Regions from separate parts of the Hermetia illucens genome. Here region 1 is linked to region 2. A link is a contact called in public Hi-C data. All regions are on one chromosome and are shown on one strand. Each heading gives the region's core, a stretch centred on a gene start, on an enhancer-like site or on the middle of the called end of the contact. The rest is flanking DNA. Distances are from core to core; before and after follow the strand shown.

Evidence for each region. Hi-C and Micro-C count contacts between places; a contact is called where the count stands out from the background.
Region 1: a contact with region 2 is called in a Hi-C map of whole body, with 5 times the contacts expected there. The contact joins the promoter of LOC119657362 here to the promoter of LOC119656547 in region 2. A contact is called at or near these places in 2 of 2 Hi-C or Micro-C datasets (an unstated tissue and whole body).

What each region holds. Positions count from the first base shown.
Region 1 is chr5:94,446,879-94,449,987 of iHerIll2.2.curated.20191125, forward strand. It overlaps LOC119657362, which reads right to left and starts at 1,657. Exons shown (of 7, transcript XM_038064241.1): 1 at 1,454-1,657; 2 at 1,092-1,238; 3 at 1-281. The coding sequence starts at 1,627.
Region 2 is chr5:94,285,121-94,288,343 of iHerIll2.2.curated.20191125, forward strand. LOC119656547 reads left to right here and starts at 1,626. Exons shown (of 5, transcript XM_038062910.1): 1 at 1,626-1,792; 2 at 1,851-3,223. The coding sequence starts at 1,709.

The DNA of each region.
Region 1 (3,109 bases), core at 407-2,906, 160 kb after region 2:
TCGACTTTTAATTTCTTCTTAACTTCTACTGGCGGTTCCGGAACGATTTGTACTTTTTTCTTAACTTTAGACATTGGTTTTTCGCGTTCTACCTTCACGGGCTTTTTTATGTCGGGCGGCGCTTTCTTTTCAACCTTAACTACTTTGGACGATTTTACAGATTTTGTCGAATTTAGAGTTTTTGCAGAGTTAACGGCTTTTGTGGCAGTTGGAGTTTTCTTTTTGATAGTCTTTTCAACTTCTGTTTTGTCATCTTCGAGAGCGTCTGGTACAGGATCGAGCTAAAGAAATAAAGTTAGGAGAAGTCAATATAAATACACCAACCAAACGCCGCTGATTCTAAAGGGGAAGAAACAGTTTGGCCAGAAAAAATCAACAATAACTAAATCACTTTATTCAAAAGGCGACCCAACGTCCTGGCACCCTTGATAATTTCAGTGCTTGATTCTCAAAATTTTAGGAGTATAAGCCTCTAATCGCGGCCGATAAAATAGTACTATCAGAGCACACTTGGATGCTAGACGGGCTTCAATCTCACAGCGAACAAGAAAGCGAGCATAAATTATTTATAAGCACTTGGTTTCCTCAAGTGGAAGTGAAATTGTGTTGTTCAATAATTGATTGAATGATGGCAAATAGGAAACTCATCAGGGAATGATTTTATAACCAAACTATAATATTTTCCGAGTATCAGCCCGATCTCGATCTAGGGTCAGGTAATCAAGAAGATAATATTGTTGCGTTAAAACTAATAAAAGCTGTTCCCAATTGGAACCAGTGTTTTAACGTTTGTTATTGACTTTACTTTGATGCTACTTTTCTCAGGAGACCACACAATCTAGTTCGTGTTGAAGAAACTGTCCACATACAGAGAAACAGATGGCTATGACAGGCATCAGTCAGCCTTCAAGAATATCTCAGCCTTTAATTCGGTTCCCATGTCACACACGTATTAGCATTCAATTGCCTAAAATCTGTTGTAAAGATATTTCTACTCCAGGGCTTCTGAAAAGCTCAAGTTTATTCGTCCAAGCACCGCTTCTAGGAACTAATTATTGACTCAGGACTTAAGGGCACAAGAGAATAATTACCTTTGGAACGATGGTTTCTGTCAATCCGAGGAGGCGTCTAGTTTGTATATCGGTGGCCAGGCACATCTCGCGAAACTCGAAGAAGTCATTGATTTTCTCGCGACAGGCATTGCAGGCCGTTTGCGGCATTTTGTCGCCCTTTGTGACCTGCAACCGAGAAGAGAAAAACTTGTGTCAAGAAGGCAGAATTATTGATCGCCTACGTGGTTGGGCGAGCGACCATGCATGGATCCTTTCATTTAGCACAAATCCACGTCTCCCGCTAGAATTCAACGCATTTACAATCGCCACATTAATCCAGAATTGGAGCAGAATCCAATTCGGACAAAAATCAAAAGGAAATCACAAAAAACCTAAACAACCTGAATTCCGACACAGTCAAAGATCTTTTTATGAAAGTCAGGGTCAACATTTGTGCTTTTCTTGCTATTAGCAAGGATGTCTGTATTATTCGGGTTATCATCGCCGCACAAACGACAGATTTTATATAATCTGAGCCGGACATTTTCATCAATTTTTATTGAAAAGTTTTCCATCGCGACTCTGTCAAAAATGTTTTCGCCCGAACTAACGCACACAAACAAAGTGCATCATTTTGTTTATACTCGCCGTTCGCTGTCGCCTCGTCCAACCGTCCTATCAAAATTCTTTTACTCAACCCTGCACAAGTGTCGAATCTTAAACCGGCTGACAGCCGTGGTGAATACAAAAGACGAGCAAATTTCAATATTCGGTTTGTGACGAATATTTTCCGTTTGAGATGCATATAGATTCTCGTTAACATGCACAAAATAAGTTTAGTAAAAGGCATTCCATATTCTATTTCTTCAAAATAGATAGGTGTTTGGTACGTCTTGGCAGATAAATTTTTTCAGACTGTCTTTTCGCATTGGCATAGTTGCCTTCAGAGCAACCAATCATTTAATTGGAAATCAATGTCACATTCTCCTGTTGATACTTCCTCAATATCAAAAATTTTTATCTGCGACCATGATATCCTTGCTTTATTCTAAAATTTCTTGAGAATATTCATTCTAAAAGAGCATGTGTCAAAGCGATTAGTGATGAATACATTAGTGTATTGGTTAATATGCAACTCTGGAGCATTTCCCACCTTTCCATAATAATAATAATCGTTAGCACAACAATGCATGTTGAGTCATCCAGGCACTCACCTTTCCATAGTCTTTTTTAATTCGCTTCAAGACAGTATCCTCGATATCTTCATTACTATTTTTTAAAACCATGTCCCTACACATAGCGATCATTACCTGATCCAAATTTTAATCTCCATCAAACTATTTACATAATAAAGTTCTGTGAGTCGCAAACCGTCCTGCCCCATTAGTTGAATGATGGATATGGGCGCAACAACCAGTATCCGGTCTATCCCTGCCTTAATAAGGAACTGCAGATATCCCGGTTTTAAGCCGATATCCCTGAAAGCTATCTGACGTCCTGGCCTACGCTATCGCTCCATCTCAGGCAGAATCTGTCTCGTCTTCTTTTTCTACCATAGATATTACCATTATAGAATTTCCGGGCTGGATCATCCTCATCCATACGGATTAAGTGTCCCGCCCACCGTAACCCATTGAGCCGGATTTGATCTACAACCAGGCTGTCATGGTATCGCTTATAGGTTTCGTCTTTATCTAAGCTGTGGAATCGTTCATCCTCATGTAGGGTGCCAAATATTCTTCGGTGGATTTTTCTCTCGAATGCAGCTAAGAGTTCGCAATTTTTCTTGCTAAGAACCCAGGTCTCCGAGGAATAAGGACTGGCAAGATAGTCTAGTACAGTAAGACCTTTGACCTTATGATGAGACTTTCCGAGCGAAACAATTTTTGTAAGCTGTGAATTGGCTCTGTTAGCAGCCAACAACCGTATGCGGATTTCATCATCATAGTTGCTATCGGTTGTGATTTTCGACCCTAGATAGGAGAAATTTTTAACGGTCTCAAAGTTGCAGTCTCCTATCTTTATTGTTCTCCTTTAACCAATGCGATTCGATGTTG
Region 2 (3,223 bases), core at 376-2,875:
CATCCTGCCGAGACAAAGAGGGAAATCTGATTTTCGACAGAATGGACATATTGGAGCGATGGGTTGAGTATTTTGATGAACTGCTCAACAACCAAAATATCGGCGAGTTGGAGGTCCCGCCAACTGAAGACGACGGACAAATGCTGCCTCCACCAAGCATAGAAGAAACAGTCCGTGCAATTCATCGACTTAAAAACCATAAGTCGCCAGGAGCCGATGGAATTACAGCTGAATTGGTTAAATATGGAGGCGGTCAATTACACCAAGTGGTTCATCAACTGATGCTCAAGGTGTAGGACAGCGAATCAATGCCTGACGACTGACAACAAGTGATTATCAGTTTCATACATAAAAAGGGGAATATCACACAGTGCAGCAATTATAGAGGTATCACGTTGCTGAGTGCCATCCATAAGATATTCTCCGCTATATTGCTAGGCCGGATAGCCCCATATGCTCAGAACATCATTGGCCCATACCATTCCAGGCAAATCAGCAGTAGATCAGATTTTCTCTGTGCGGCAAGCGATGGAAAAACTGTTGGAATATGGACACCAATTGGACCATCTGTTCATCGACTTTAAAGCCACCTATAATAACATAGCCAGGGTAAAACCGTACACGCCATGAGAGGATTCGGTCACCCGCCGAAATTGATAAGACTGAGTACATTGACCCTGTGCGAGGCCAGATAAAAACAGCAGCATCACTCTCGAAACCATTCGACATCAACAACGGTCTACGACAAGGGGATGCCCTATCATGCGTCCTCTTTAAGCTGGTCCTCGAGAAAGTGATCCGTGATGCTGAGGTAAAAGCAAGAGGTACGATCCTCTTTAAGTCCACCCAACTACTGGCCTATGTTGACGATATCAACATCATGGGAAGAACGACTCGAGACGTACAAACTGCCTTCATCCAGATCGAGCAAGCGGCGCCAGATCTTGGGCTGCACATCAATGAAGGCAAGACAAAATATATGGTGACAACGTCAGCGCCGAAAACCAACCAACAACATCAAACCGCACTGGTCAAACGGGATGAACAAAGATAGGAGACTACAACTTTGAGATCACAACTAGTGAAATCCGCGCATGGTTGTTGTCAGCCAACAGAGCCTATTTCAGTTTACAAAGACTGTTCCGCTCGAAACGTCTCACCATAGGGTCAAAGCTCTTACTGTGCAAGACAATGATCTTGCCAGTCCTCATGTATTCCTCGGAGACTTGGGTTCTTAGCAAGAAGAATTGCGAACTCTTGACCGCGTTTGAGAGAAAAATCCTCCGAAGAATTTTTGGCTCCTACGTGAGGATGGACGATTCCGTAGCCTACATAATGACGAAATCTATGAGCGATACGATGACCGTCAGGTTGTGGATAAAATCCGGCTCAATAGGATACGGTGGGCGGGTCACTTAATCCGTATGGATGAGGATGATCCAGCCCGGAAAGTCTATATATCTATGTCTGATGTCTGATTTTCGCATTAAGATCCATAGAAGCTTACACACGATAATTCAAAATTGCCCCGCCACCCACTTGGTTGCGTTCGTTCAACACTGGCTAGGTGCCCTGGCAGATACTTTACATATTCTTTTTCACCTCATTTTTCATGTGTGCAGCGTGCAGCGAAGTCTTCTGTCAAAAGTTTGTTTACAGCGTCGTCCTGTACTGAGTTTTGCAACGGTGGTGAGTGGAAAAATTCTCGATGGATCAGTTCGAGGGAATAGGTGGAATGGCATCGTCAGACGTATTGCATTTGCGCAATATGGCATCAACAGCAGATTTGCGAGTAAGTAATCCGCAAATTTCCATCCTTCGATATACATCATTCAATGTCTTTACTTCAGGAAACCTTGAGTAAAATCAAAACTTTGGATAAGGAAAATGTTGAGCATTTAATTTCGAGTATACAACAGATAGTTATGGGAGCACGCACAACTAGCGAAGATGCTATCGCCAACTCTGACATGCTGTTTCGGACATATTACAAAGCGCTGGACACAATCGGGGGAACTGATGATGTAGCCCTGCCTAGTTTTGATTCTTATCCAGCTGAAACGAAAGCGGATATTTTCTATGGAGTGCTGCTCGCAGACTATCACAAAAAAGTGGCGTCTAAGCAATTAGAACAGTTATGCCAACAAATAGTGGATTCGCTCGGAAATTCGTCCGCACCAATTTTGCTCACTTCTGTGAGGAGCGTGAATCTTTTCTATAACCGATACCCCAACGCCAAACTGGAATTCACCCTGACGAAGTTCTACTCGTGTCTCCAGTCGCAGTCGCCAGCCGTACGCGACGAATGCATTATTTTCTTCAGGAATTGGCTTAAAAACGGAAGCGAAACTGAGGACATATTCTTGACCATTGCGAAGCACTGGCCCTGGACCAACAAGTACAAATACATCCTTTTGTCGGTCATTCTTACTGACAACAAACTCGTAACTCTGCTCCCCACAGAGCAAGAGGTGTGTGAATTTCTTCAAGGGTCCCGGCTTTCCCTGAAACACAAGAATCTGTTTTCAGTCGGACAATTAGTGGTCAAAGCTCTGAGTAAGCAGAACTGCAACGAGTTCAATGAACTTCTCATCGGCATTTTAAAAACTGGTTCTCATGCTGAACTAATTTCTTTAAACTCCCAATGGATGCATTACGTGCTTAACAAAGACGATTTGTTTACGCAAATTGGTTTAGACCAGGAGCTTGAAAACATTCTGAAGTTAGACTACGTAGATGGCGATCACACGCGTCTAGTTCTGCTTTGCACAATATTCGAGCGGCAGTTCTACAAACACCCGCAGGTTGACGGTATCTGCGAATACTTGCAAGACAATTATGCGAAATTCAATCTCGACGCGCAGCTCTACGTATACAAGTTTATTGTAGGCCTTTTGATAGCAACCAATAGGAATGTGCATGAACGGCTACAATTTATCATTGTCTTTATTGAGAAGCACGTATTCGTGCCGTGTTCAGACTTCAGAAACACAGTTCTCGGGAAACTCCCTCTGGTTCTCGATTTTCTATCCAAAAAAATCAAAACTTTAGACCAGGCCATAGTAATCGATTTTTTTACTCACTTGAAAAGGATTTTCCATACCGGCATTACTCACAGCGAGTATCAACCGTTGATTTTCAACTTGAAAATGTTCGAAATTCTTTTGAAATGTTTCGAGTCGACGACACATAAAAGTCTTATGAAAAACTCAAGTGTAAACTT